Regions from separate parts of the Mus musculus genome. Here region 2 is linked to region 1. Evidence: chromatin contacts called from public promoter capture Hi-C data. All regions are on one chromosome and are shown on one strand. Each heading gives the region's core, a stretch centred on a gene start, on an enhancer-like site or on the middle of the called end of the contact. The rest is flanking DNA. Distances are from core to core; before and after follow the strand shown.

Evidence for each region. Promoter capture Hi-C pulls out the DNA fragments that hold promoters and counts their contacts.
Region 2: a promoter capture Hi-C map of hippocampal neurons shows a contact between it and region 1, with 8 times the contacts expected there. The contact joins the enhancer-like site here to the promoter of Tmem38b in region 1. A contact is called at or near these places in 8 of 39 promoter capture datasets (the 3T3-L1 cell line, 3T3-L1-derived adipocytes, cranial neural crest and 4 more) and 1 of 115 datasets of contacts at active chromatin or transcription factors (astrocytes).

Annotation. Positions count from the first base shown.
Region 1 is chr4:53,822,302-53,828,918 of GRCm38.p6, reverse strand. Tmem38b (transmembrane protein 38B) reads right to left here and starts at 2,874. Exons shown (of 6, transcript NM_028053.2): 1 at 2,699-2,874. The coding sequence starts at 2,810.
Region 2 is chr4:56,827,352-56,833,968 of GRCm38.p6, reverse strand. Ctnnal1 (catenin (cadherin associated protein), alpha-like 1) reads left to right here. Exons shown (of 19, transcript NM_018761.3): 8 at 977-1,063; 9 at 4,327-4,485. Among named protein-coding and RNA genes, the nearest start is that of Elp1, 28 kb to the right of the region's middle. Within about 2 kb of position 4,123, at least 97 of the 459 cell types and tissues checked have an H3K27ac peak or open chromatin away from gene starts, as enhancers often do. A contact at or near this core is called in astrocytes, where this site is marked.

The sequences.
Region 1 (6,617 bases), core at 1,625-4,124:
GTGTGTGTGTGTGTGTGAGTGTGTGTGTGTACACTCGAATTCATGGAAACCAGAGGAAATCATCAGGTGTCCAACTCTATCGTGGTCTATCTTATTCTTCCCAAACAGGATCTCCAGCTGACACTAAGGTAGGCTAGCAGTCAGCAAGACCCAGCAAGCCTGCCTCTCTCAAACCCCATAGAGCCCAGGTTACAAGCATGTAGCTACTCTCAGCTTCTTACGTGGGTCCTGGGGATTTGATCTCAAGTCCTCAGGCTTGTGCATACAGCTGTCTTACCCACTAAGCCATCTATCTATTCTCCAGCCCCAAGAGCTTCCTTTTGTAACCATACACTTAGCTCTGTCTTTCAGAGCAGAAATCTACAAAACAAAAAAAGACATGCACATAAGGAGTTGGAGATATGGGTCAAAGGTTAAGAGCACTTACTACTCTTATAGACAACCTGGTTCTGCTTCCAGCACCCTCAATGGATGGCTCAGAAACACTTCTAACTGTAATATAACTTCAGCTGCAAGGAAAGCTGACCCAGTGGCCTCCGCAGGTACCTGAACTGGTATGCACACAAACACTCAAAAATAATAAAAAATAAATATATTTGTAAAATAGCATAAATCAGTATTTCTATAGTCTTTGGTATGGGACCAAACTTCCTGAAACAATATATAAATCCTGAAAGTCATAAAGTCTGTCTATTAAAAACAGATCTGTCTGTACAAACAAGGAAATAGATTTAACCATAAACTTTTTTAAAAGATTTATTACCATACATAAGTACGCTGTAGCTGTCTTCAGACACACCAGAAGAGGGCGCCAGACATCATTACAGATGGTTGTGAGCCACCATGTGGGTGCTGGGATTTGAACTGAGGACCTCCAGAAGAGCAGTCTGCGCTCTTAACCGCTGAGCCATCTCTCCAGCCCTAACCATAAACTTTTTAAAACTTCTGCACTAAAAGCTAAAATTTAACGAGTGTGGGGGGGGGGGGGGAGGGAAGCTTCAGCACTTACAATGAAAGGTCCATGATGCATAAAGAGAATCAATAAAATGAGACAACAATCTACATCCTGATAAACAGGCAAAAGAGACTTGGCATTCACAGGAATTAAATACAAATGACCCATAAACCAAGGAAGCATGTACATTAATAACCATGAAAAATGCAAATGAAAATGGTTCTCTATGAAAATGGCAAGATGGTGAGGACTGAAAATAATTACTACTCTTAAAGTTACTAGGTCCTCTAACACACTCCCTGGATGCTGGCGCAGGCATTCTCCTCTGAATACTATCATTTCCTAGTACTGGGAGAAAAACATGTTTCCCTCCTTGGTAATTAGCATTCAATTATCCAAGTGATTCTCAAATTTTAGACCCATACTGACCCCTAAAATTTAAAGAGGGCATGAATGGGATGCCAGAATTTAGGGGAAGAGACTACAGAGGGATAAAGTGCTTTGGAATATAAAATACTTTATATTTTTATCATATAACTTTGTGATAAAAAAATAGCGAATATATTTATGTAGATCATACCTTTAAAAATATTTTTAAAATTTCTTGGCCTGGGGCTCTACTCAGTGGGTGGGTACTTCAGTAGCTTCTATCTCCAGTAACAAGGAAGGACCTAGAGTTGGTGTTTATATTTAGCATTTGGAAACGTTAACAGTTTTTAAAGCAGTTACATATGGATTTTAAAATAATGCATTAAATGTAAATAATGTGTTCTTTACTAAAATAACTATTCTCAAAATCAAAAAAGTATTTCGTGAGAAAAGGCACATTGCTATCTAATTAGGCAAATCTCCTTAATGTCTAGCCTCAAACAGAAATGCTTGGACTCATCAGCTGTTTCATTATCTCTTACAACACTGTTAAGTCACACGGCCATTGGGAAACTTCGCTGTACACTCATAAAGGCAAGAACGGATAAATAACCTCTGAAGATACATTATGAAAATAATGAACTTTACAGTGTGTGACAGGGAAGAACCTGGGAAGTGAGCCACACTTTGAAAACGTCTGATTTAGTCAATACAAGATACTATCGGATTCTAGATATGGAGCAGTAACGAAACTGTAGTTCTCTTTAATCAGAGAAACAGTCTCCCACGAGGATGACCTGTTCCTCCACGAGTTAGACACAGAAAACTCTCAAAAACGTATGAGGCAAGGATTTAAAGAATTAGTGGTCCAGAAAAGGTAAGACAACCCTTAAACTTTCACCCTTCACCTCCCGGACAAGGAAGGCAGAGAAATGCCTGAACTCAAAGACAGACTCAGAAAAATAATGGGAAAATGGGGAACTTTAAAAGGAAACCCACTACATTCAATGTCAAAGACAGGAGTACAAACACTGCTTTTTGGTCACATGGTTCATGGAACTCAACGTTGTGAAAATCCCATCCCATCCCACATGTTTCACAGAGGGCTGAACTACATGCCAAGCGACTGTTACCCGGACCGTGCCTCCAGTGGCTGACTGAGAAACCGCAAAGCCACCCCCTCTCCTGGTTCAACACGCTAGCAAGGTGCTAGGTCCCACCTGAGACGTCCCGCTCAGGGGTCTACATGACCTTCCTCAGCCTACGTCTGAGTCCCGTGCTCGGTACTGAGGGGTGGGCCGCAGGGCATCCCGGCGTCCCTGCCTCCCGCAGTGAGGACGCGGAACCGGGAGCGCGTCGGGCCCCTTCACTCACCTGGCCGCTGCTTCAGCGCCATCACCGACACCAGGTAGTGGGCGATATCAAAAAAGGGAAACATGGACGTGCGGGAAAAGGCCAGAGTCAGATCATCCCACGGGTACTCCATGACGACTACCGACGCCGCCGGCCCCAGCAGCCGCGGCAGCCGGTTCCCCTCCGGCGGAGGGGGTGGGGGAGGGGACGGCCGCGCCAGCTTCAGCCCTGCGCGTGCGCCCTGGAGCCTAGGGGGGCGGGGTCCGGAACGGGGGCGGGGCCGGAGCCGGAACGAGGGGCGGGGCCCTGGCCCTGGTTCTCCTAAAAAAGGTATGACATTTTCTCAGTGTTGCAGTCAGTGCCAGCTGACCCAAGGGGCAACGGGCAACGCTCAAAGTCAGATTCTATGTAAACGGATGCCATTCCTCTTTTTCTGAACAGCCACGATGTAACTCATTTATTACTTAGTGAAGATATGAAAGATAATAAAACGGTAATGTTTTATCCATATCCCCATGAAACTTGAATTTTCCCAGAGGGAAAAAAAAATTTTAAGGACTCACGGAATTTCACAAAGCATAAAAAGTATGGATGCCACGCCAAAGCAGATGGTTAGAGAAGACCATTGCAGGGAAATGCACACGGTATTAAAAGCAAGTCTGTAAATATTAGAAGTTATTTTGGCTAGACTACAACCTGAAAAATGAAGTTGTAAAAGAAATAAAAGTCTTTCGCAGTGAAACCAGGTGGTTTAAGCTCTTGATCAGTCGCTACATTGTCCTCAGTCTTGTTTATCAAAAGCATGTGCTGAATTGGTAGTTGGGGTGAAGAAGATGGGCAGGTCTCTGAAGTTGCAATCCAGCACCAAAGATTCATGAGAAGAGACTAGGGAAATCAGAAATGCATTCACTAATCCAAGACAAAAGGTAGTAGTAGTAGATGCAGGTCTTAAGGACAAAGCCACAGATAGAGAAAGACTGCCAAGCAGACTAAAGTGGATACAAACACCACCTGTAATGACAGCAAAAGGAGCCAGGTTTTGAAAAACAAGAAAAGGAGCTATCTGCTGAAATTGGTTGCAAAAAGAACTAAAAGTAAAGGGAAAAAGTGAGACTGGATTTTAAGAAAAAAAAGGTAAATTTGGCACATTTTTATTTGACATGTCAACAGATCATGTTGTTACTTGGCATGGGTACACACAAGCTATTGAGGGAGCAGGTAGGTGACTGTTATATTGCTGCAAAGGGCAATCGCCTTTTCCTCCTGAGGTTAGCCTCGGTATTAACTCACTTAGCAAATGTTATTTACACCCGTGCTTTGTACCGAGCATTTTACTGGCTGCCAGAGGCACCACTGTCCTAAACACCAGGTTTCAAATGTAAGAAAGTGGTAGCAACATTCTTCATTTCATAACTTGTCAAGAAACAATAGCCTTGATTAAATACTTTTTGATCTGCTTTTCTAAGCAAACACTTTTTACAGGGAAACATTTCTTTTTAGCTTCTGGCACACTTTGTTTATTATAAATATAATAAAATAAACAGTCAAGGCTTTATTAGCTCTGCTCAGAGATATTGCAGGCTCCCTGACATTTGACTCACCACATGAGTGCAAAACGAAGTGTGCTCACATCTGCCTACTGCCTAAAGACAATATTTATAAGATCTAAAAGAAATGAACTAGGAAGATCACACACACAGAAAAGCTCTATCCATATTTTGTATGTGCTTATCATATTTGCTTCTGGCCACTACATAAACTACCTGGTCTAATGGAATGCTGTGTAGTTGAGGAAAACCGGAGTGAACCGAGGGAAGACTTAGAAGAGGAAAGAAGAAAGGAGGGATTTGGGACAGTTCATCTTGGACTATTCAGCCTTTTCCTGATGTCTGAAAGTGATTTACAAAAGTTGCTGATAAAATAAATCTAAGGTATACACCTTAGAAAACAAAACTGGGCTAATCAGATTATCAGCTAAGGAGCTGTGACCCAAGCTCTTTAATGCATTTTGTTGTTGTTGTTGTTTGTTGTTGTTTAGAAGCACGTGAAACTAGTATTTTTCTAAACCAAGTTCCTCAACAGTAGAACCATTGGCATTTGAACTGAACAAATCTTTTTGGACTACCCTAGGTATTGTAGGATATTCAATAGTATCCCTTGTGCATGCACACATGCACACACACACACACACACACACACACACCAGTTGTAATGATCAAAAATATCTCGTTATTTCGAAATGTTCCCAGGGTGGGGAGGATTACAAAATCCTGCACAGTCCAGAGCTATGCTGGTAAATGAATCAAGGGCAGTGGCTCTATTAATACAAACATTGGGGCCACGCCAGACGGTTAGTTCTTATAACACATGTCAGTTTCTGCTTGTTCACGTCTCTCCCTGACTCCATGTCTGAGATACTCAGCTTCACAAAAGGCATTTCCTTTCTTTCCTGCAATACTGCTTCCTAGCCACGGAGTGGCATGTCTTTAACTTTGACAGATCTATTATAATAATTTTTTTAAGAACCATGAAGAAAGAGTTCAAGAACAAAAAAAAAAAAAAGGTTTCATTTTAACGGGAACAATCTTATTTTTAAACTTTAGTATTCTGGATAGGCATTTTTTATCTGAAGTTATTTTCTTAAATTAATTACACTTAGTTATCACACGATAACTAAGTGTATGTGGAGGTTACGTGTATGTGATTCAATATACTTCTGCAGGTCAGAGAATAACTCAATGGAGGTCAGTTCTCTCCTTCCACCAAGTGGGTCTCCCAGGTATCAAACTCTGATTCTCAGGCTTGGTTACAGATGACTTTATCCACTTGAGCCATCGGACAACCTCACCTAATATAATATTAATAGCCTATTTATAGCCACTTAATAGCTTGTCGACATCAAATTATATTACACACAAAACACATGGGCTTCAATTTAACCCCTATTTGAGGAGGGGGAGGGAGGAGACAGACAGAGTGTTTCTGTGTAGCCCTGGCTATCCTGGAACTCTGCAGACCAGGCTGACTTCTAACTCAGAGCCACCTGCCTCTGTCTCCGATGAGCTAGGATTAAAGGTATGCCTGGCTTGAATTTAACCTGTTTTCATGTTCAGAATTAGAAAGGAGGGTTAACTAGGGAATGCTGGTCACACTCAGAATACTGACCATACCCAATCAGCACAGTGAGACTCTGCCTCACGAGGTTTCAGTGATTAAGTCAGTCTGAGAATCCACTCAACTCTACTTGCTGTGTATTTGGTAATAATAACACCTTTGGTGTTATGTCTGGGAACATATGACCTTAGCCCTTATTTCTTACATTTGAAATGAAAATCTTTTTCTCTAAGTATCAGCATCATTTATACTTCCAGTAAATATAAAACTATTAGACTGGAAAGATTCTCCAAGTATAAACGTACCTAAATAAAAACCTGATGTCCCCAAAGGAAGTATCTACTGGTCAGCAAAGGTAAACTGCCAGTCACCAGTATGGTAGCTGCCAGCTCTCTATGGCACATCTGTAGCAATATGTCTCTCTGGTCAAGAGTGATAGGGAAGTGGACCTAAAAGATTTGGGGGCCCCGAAGACATCTCAGTGAAAGTCCTTGCTACACAAACCTGATCGCCTGGGTTTAATCCTCAGAACCCACAGTGACAGAAAGAATAGCTCACACAGAAGTTGTCCCCGGGGGGCTGGAGAGATGGCTCAGTGGTTAAGAGGTTAAAGGTCCTGAGTTCAAATTCCAACAACCACATGATGGCTCACAACCATCCATAATGAGATCTGACGCCCACTTCTTGTGTTATGTCTGAAGACAGCTATAGTGTACTTACATATAATAATAAATAAATCTTTAAAAAAAAAAAAGTTGTCCTCTAACCATCTTCTGGTTGCCTTGGCAAGCATGTGACTATGTGTGCATGGCCCCCACTGACAATG
Region 2 (6,617 bases), core at 2,874-5,373, 3.0 Mb before region 1:
GGCCCGGACTCTACCCTGTCCACCTTGACTTACAGTATAGAAAAATTCGGGAGGAGGTGAGACAAGGACACAAAGAAACTGTCTTAAGTTTCTTGAAAGATCCCATGCAGAGGGCAGTACAGAGAGTGAAGTTGGAGTTGGGAAAGGTCTCGAAGGCTCCCAGAAGGCATTGGGATTGACGCTGGTCTGCAGAGACCTGAATACCTGTGACTTGCATAGTCTCAGCAGGAAAGGTAGACCTTAAACAAAGAAGAACTAAAAACCATAAGTATGTGGTTCTGAGCTGCAGTAATTAATTGGAGAAAAAGAGTAGGAGAGGAAGGAGCCTGACTTAGATTGGGTGATCTGGGGGTTCCCTGAGAAAGAAAGGCTTGTGTAGCTCCTTAGAAATAGAATTTTGGTATTCAGCTATGCTAAAAACAAATGGGTGGCTGGGCCGTGGTGGTCCATGCCTTTAATCCCAGCACTTGGGAGGCAGAGGCAGGTGAATTTCTGAGTTCAAAGCCAGCCTGGTCTACAGAGTGAGTTTCAGGACAGCCAGGGCTACACAGAGAAACCCTGTCTCAAAGAAAAAAAAAAAAAAAGCAAGCAAACAAACAAACCAAAACAACCCAAAAGGGTGGATATTTAGGTAAAAAGTAAAAGAGTTTAATTTTAGACCCAAATTATTAAAGATAATTTGGTTCTGAAAATTCACTTGTTTATAGTTACTGTGGAAAATACAATGAAATAACTAAAATTCTATTTTCTACTGTGACCTTAAAAAGATGCATTGAAGAAATAGTTCTACCAGGTCTGGGAATGTACCTCAGTGGTAGAACACGTAGCTTTATGAGTAGCACCACAAAAGAAACAAGAACACTTTTATTATTGTCAAATGGTATTAAAATGCACTATAATTTATAGTGACAGTTTGATTGGGAGTAACAGATTAAAAAGGTAAAGTGACCTACGTGTATACTTTTCAAAATTCCAGCAAAGCAGGAAGACAAAGAGCGCCGCCGAGGAGCTGGAACTCACAGTTCTGAAGATCAGCCACAGCCTGGACGAGCTGAGGAGAGAAGTAAGGAGTCTGACCCCGTAGCTTCCCTCATGCCGTAGGAGCTGTAGGAGCTGTAGGATACATGCCAAGCGCCTGCACATCAGTGTGCTCCTACACAACACTTGACTTTCCCTTGGGTACTAGTGTGAAGTCGCCACTCACTGACACTATTACTCTCAAAGCTCTCACAGGAGTAGGCATAGCAGCCTTAGTCACAATAGCTGGGGACCGATAGACACCTTAAGAGAGCTCTACCTGATACTGCCCAGCAGCACAGCGGTAAGATGAATCCCAGACTACACCACACACGGAGTGAAGAACCCGGTACAGAAGAGTGAGCAGGCATGTGCTCTAACTGAGAAAACAACTCTAGGTGGGGAAGCACTAATTCTCAAGGGCGGGAGTCAGATCAGTGGCTTCATTTGAGGTATTTACTACAAAGGGGCAGAGGTGGCTTTTCTGAATCTATGGAGATGTTTGAAACATTGACTGTGGAGGTAGTTCTATGACTTACATATCTGCAAAACCCATCAAACTGTACCTTTAAAGTGGGAGCATTTTGTGTATAAATTATGCCTCATTGAAGTGAAAGTTGATTTTTGTTTTTAACAAACATCCTTGAGTTGAGGAGATTTCCTTGTTCTGGAGGCAAGTGCATTCACCCATGACTGACTTGGGCACGCAGAATTGCAAGTCCTGAGGTCACTTCTCCGTCAGCCTTGCTCACGCTGCCTCACGGCCGTCCGGTTTTATCAGCCCTGACTGGGGACACACTGGATATTTGTGTGTAGTATATATACTGTTCTCTGTCTGTGTCCCACAGCTGGGCAGCCTCACTGCCTCTGTGCCTGCAAAGCCTCCATGCCTGCTGTCTGGCCCTTTGTGCAGATGTCCAAGTCCTCGGTTGTTCTCAGTAAAAGACCCTGAAGGTTCCTTCCAGAGTTGGCATCTCGTTTTCCATGCGGCTGTAGGACTGCCCAGCACCCCAGCCCTGCTACGACTTACAGAGCCCAGGGTCTCTTTCCTTTGCCATTTTGGGCTGTGGCTGCTGATACCGATTTTTGCCCCGCTGAGGCACAAAGAGGGAAGATAGGAAGTTGGGGAAGGACAGTTTTCTGTGACCTGTACCCTATGTGTCACAGTCTGGAGCCGGTTGTTGTTGTTTGTTTTTGGAGATCTAGGAATAGAGCCTTAGGCATACTAGGGAAGTGCTCTACCATTGAGCATTAGGCCAGTAACAGACAAAGCCACACTATGGCTTCGTACTGTAGAGATAGTACTCTGACCTTCTCTCTCATGGATGCTTTTTAGAGTTTTTTTTTTCTTTTCAGAAGTTCTGTTCCCTACACCTCAATACTGCAACTCCCATGTCAAACTGTCCCTCCCTGATCCTCCTCACAAAAACCTCTCCTTACCCTTATCTCTGCTTTGTTTATTTCTTTGTGCTTTTGAAGCGGGTCCAAGTCTCTGGAGAGTGAGACTGGGTTCTGGGTATTTGTTTCTGCACTGTACGTGGGTGGTGTGTTTCACATTTTAACCAGAGACTGACAGATCTATTGAGACTTCCTTTACGTTTCCTGTTAAGTGCAGAAGGATGTGATTTCCCCGACAGTGTGATTTCCTCATATTAAGATTTAATTAACTGTTGAGCTGCTCAGCTGTGAGTGCTGCGTGAGACCCTTGGTGACCCTAGACTTCCCTACAGGCTTCGTCTCCTTACCACGTCAGCCGTAGTCTTTTAATCTAAGGGTGGGAAAAGCTGCCCTCGGACAGCGCGGACAGGAACAGGGTATTTGTTCTGGCTTCTTCCTCTTTTGTTGCTAATGAGTTGTCCTCACTGCCTTCCTAAGAGCTATAAGACCTTGGCAAGTCACTCAGCCGCTGTGGACAAGTTGCACAAAGACGTGGTGTTAGATATTCTCTAAGGCCCGGCTGGTTGAATTAGGTCCTTTAAAATCCTTCTGTGACACACAGGAAAGTAGTTTAGTGCCTTTTTGGCTGTGATTATTCTGACTTGGTTGATAAATGCAGACAGCTCCACTGTTTATTTTATACAAAGTCCTATCCTATCACTTGAATTGACATCCGGTTACTTCAATGAGAAAAGAAATTGATTCATTCTACCAGGTTTAATTCATAGTCAGGTTTTCTTGAAAGTAATGTCCCTTTTATTTTATTTTTTTGAACAAATCCCAAACCACCTGCCATGTAACTTACACACACACACACACACACACACACACACAGTGATATTCTTTTTTTTTAAAAGATTTATTTATTTACTTATTTACTTATTTACTTATTTATTTATTTATTTATTTATTTATTTATTATATGTAAGTACACTGTAGCTGTCTTCAGACACTCCAGAAGAGGGAGTCAGATCTCGTTACAGATGGTTGTGAGCCACCATGTGGTTGCTGGGATTTGAACTCCGAACCTTCGGAAGAGCAGTCAGGTGCTCTTACCCACTGAGCCATCTCTCCAGCCCCACAGTGATATTCTTAAATGCTGTAAATTAGACTGAGACCCTTTACATATTGGTGAGCTGTTCACCCCAACTGTTGCCTTTTGTTTTTGTTTTCTTTATTTATTCAATACTGGCAATTAAATTTAGGCCTTGCTTGAGCTGTATTACTGTCCCCTTAAACCTGCTGATGATATGGCCCTCTGTTAGATATTCCTTGTAGTAGTCTGAACACTAAAGTTTTATTTAACATTGAAAATTTTTAAGTTTTTCTGTCTGTGGCTGTATGGCCTTCATGTATATCTAGACTCCAAGTGTATGCTTAGTGCTCAAAGTGGCCAGAAGATGGTGAAAGATCCCCTGGGACTGCAGTTACAGGTGGTTGTGAGCTGCCACGTGGCTGCTGGGAATCCAACCCAGAACCTCTGGAGGAGCAGACAGCCCTCTGCATAGCTGAGCCATCTCTCCAGCTCTTGAGCAGTAAACTCTTAATTCTGCCCCACTTCTCACCATCTTTATCAATAGCAGAAGCATGTTCCACAGGGAGAGAGGCTGTGTGGGAGAGGCCTGGCTGGCAGAGTGCAGAGGCCAGGCTCCTCCTCCACTGAGTGGCCAGGGCTCGTCCTCCACACACCCGGCTGCTGGAAGGAGTTCCATGTTTCCCTGCATCCCAGGCCTTCTCCTGTGACCACAGGGGCTGCTCCGCCTCAGCGCTGTGGGGGTTCTCTTCTGTAGTCACTGGGGCTCTTCTCGGCTGCTGGGTCATGAACGTTTTTTTGTCTCCTTTCCTGCTCTGATGCCTTTCTGTCTCCTTCAGCTCCATTGTACAGCCATGCAGCTGGCAGCCGACCTGTTAAAATTCCATGCTGATCATGTGGTTTTAAAAGCATTAAAAGTTACTGGAGTAGAAGGAAATTTGGAAGCTTTGGCTGAGTATGCCTGTAAACTCTCTGAGCAGAAAGAACAGCTTGTGGAGGTGAGTAATAGATTTGCTTATTAAACAAACTGTGGTTCACCATATGATAGCAAAGTTATGGAGAGAATATTAGCACATGTTTTTGACTAACTGCCCATCTGAGTATTGCCTTCTCTTCTCTTTGGAATCTGTAAGGTATAACACACGTCTACCCTGTTCTGACAATAGTTTAGCCTCTAAAACAAAACAATAAAATGTACTAGAACCATAAAATATATTTTTAAGTATTCCTTTCTTTGTTTTCTCAGACTGGGCTCTGGGGTGCAGTGGAGTAACGCTGTTTCTGTTTGAGTCTGAAGCTAGCATGCCGTGACAAGTGCTTAGCAAGAGAGCTGGGCTCAGTGTTGCATAGACAGTTGTGGGGGAGCCCGTGATTACAGAGCCAGGGCAAGTTGGTGGGGGAGGCAGAACCTGGAAGTCTGTGAACTAAGCACATTGATGGCCCAGGGTGACCCAGTAAAGGAAAGAACTTCTCTTTCCTTTCCTCTGTCCAAACACAGCTATGGCAAACCCAAGTTAGCTACCCAAGGCAGAAAGCTGAGTGGAGAAGGGAGGAGGACAATGAGAAGACCTCTGACCCTTCCTGAACTCTCCCACTCTGCCCCAACCCAGGGAGTCACCTGGCACTTGCTGTATAATTATAATTCCAGCTGATTTTTTTTTTTCCATTTTTTATTAGGTATTTAGCTCATTTACATTTCCAATGCTATACCAAAAGTCCCCCTTACCCACCCACCCCCCAAATTCCAGCTGATCTTAACTCATTAAAAATGTTACCATGGATCTGCTAGTTTAAAAAAAAAAGGAAGAGAAGAAGGAGAAGAAGAAGAAGAAGAAGAAGAAGAAGAAGAAGAAGAAGAAGAAGAGGAAGAGGAAGAGGAAGAGGAAGAGGAAGAAGAAGAGGAAGAAGAAGAAGAAGAAGAAGAGGAAGAGGAAGAAGAGGAAGAAGAAGAAGGAAGGAAGGAAGGAAGGAAGAAAGAAAGAAAGAAAGAAAGAAAGAAAGAAAGAAAGAAAGAAAGAAAGGAAGAAAGGAAGAAAGAAAGAAAAGAAAACAGAAAACCCTTAATCATGCATGCATGTGTGAGATCAGTCTTGGCCATTGTGTCTCAGTTAGGGTTTTACTGCTGTGAACAGACACCATGATCATGGCAACTCTTATAAGGACAACATTTAATTTCGGCTGTCTTATAGTTTCAGAGGTTTAGTCCATTATCATCATGGCTGGAAGCATGGCAGCGTGCAGGTAGACATAATGCTGGAGAAGGAGCTGAGAGTTCTACATCTTGATCCATAGGCAGCAGGAAAAGAGAGTGAAACACACGAGGCCTGGCTTGAGCTTCTGAGACTTCAAAGTCTGTCCCTAGAGACACACTTCCTCTGACAATGCCACACCTTCCAATAGTGCCAGTCTCTATGAACCTATGGGGCCATTTCATTCCAACTATCACAGCATATACAAATACAGTCTTCATATTATCATATACCCTGCTCAACAATCCTAAAGGTCATCGATGCTACTATTGAGCCTGGCTTCCTCTTCTTTGCTTGTCTACACAGCAGCCTGGAAGCCTCTGAGGAACATTCTCAAAGTGGCTATTTATTTCCTTTATTTAATAGATTTGCTTCTGCTCTTTCTAGAAACCAATTATTATGGCCGTGGAGAAAGAAACTTTAGGAAACCTATAACAAACCTTTTAAACTATAAAACAAAGTCAAAACGTTTCCTTTTAAGTCTCATGGTGTTTACTAATTTTCTCTAAAGGAAGCTTTCTGCTTCTTTATAACCAGTCTACCCAATCCATTGCTAGCTCAAAGAAGAAAGGCGTGTGCATATATTGATCTTGAGGAAAAGTCTCAGCCCTGAGAGAGCCGTAGCTTGTGATACTTGTCAGTTTAGCAGCGGGACCCTGGAGGCAGATGCAGCAACACACACACTAAGCTAGACCTTTCAAAGGTTCCCTGTGGTTCTCACGTCTTGTGACCGCCTTGCCTCGGTCAGATAGGGAGCGGAAACAGCATGCTCTGCCCATGTTTGTTCCTGCTTTGGCCTGTACAGATCCATTCTTAGGTTTGTAAACATAAGAATCATATGGGAAGGATGAGGGTGTAGAAGGTGACCTGTGGACATGGTT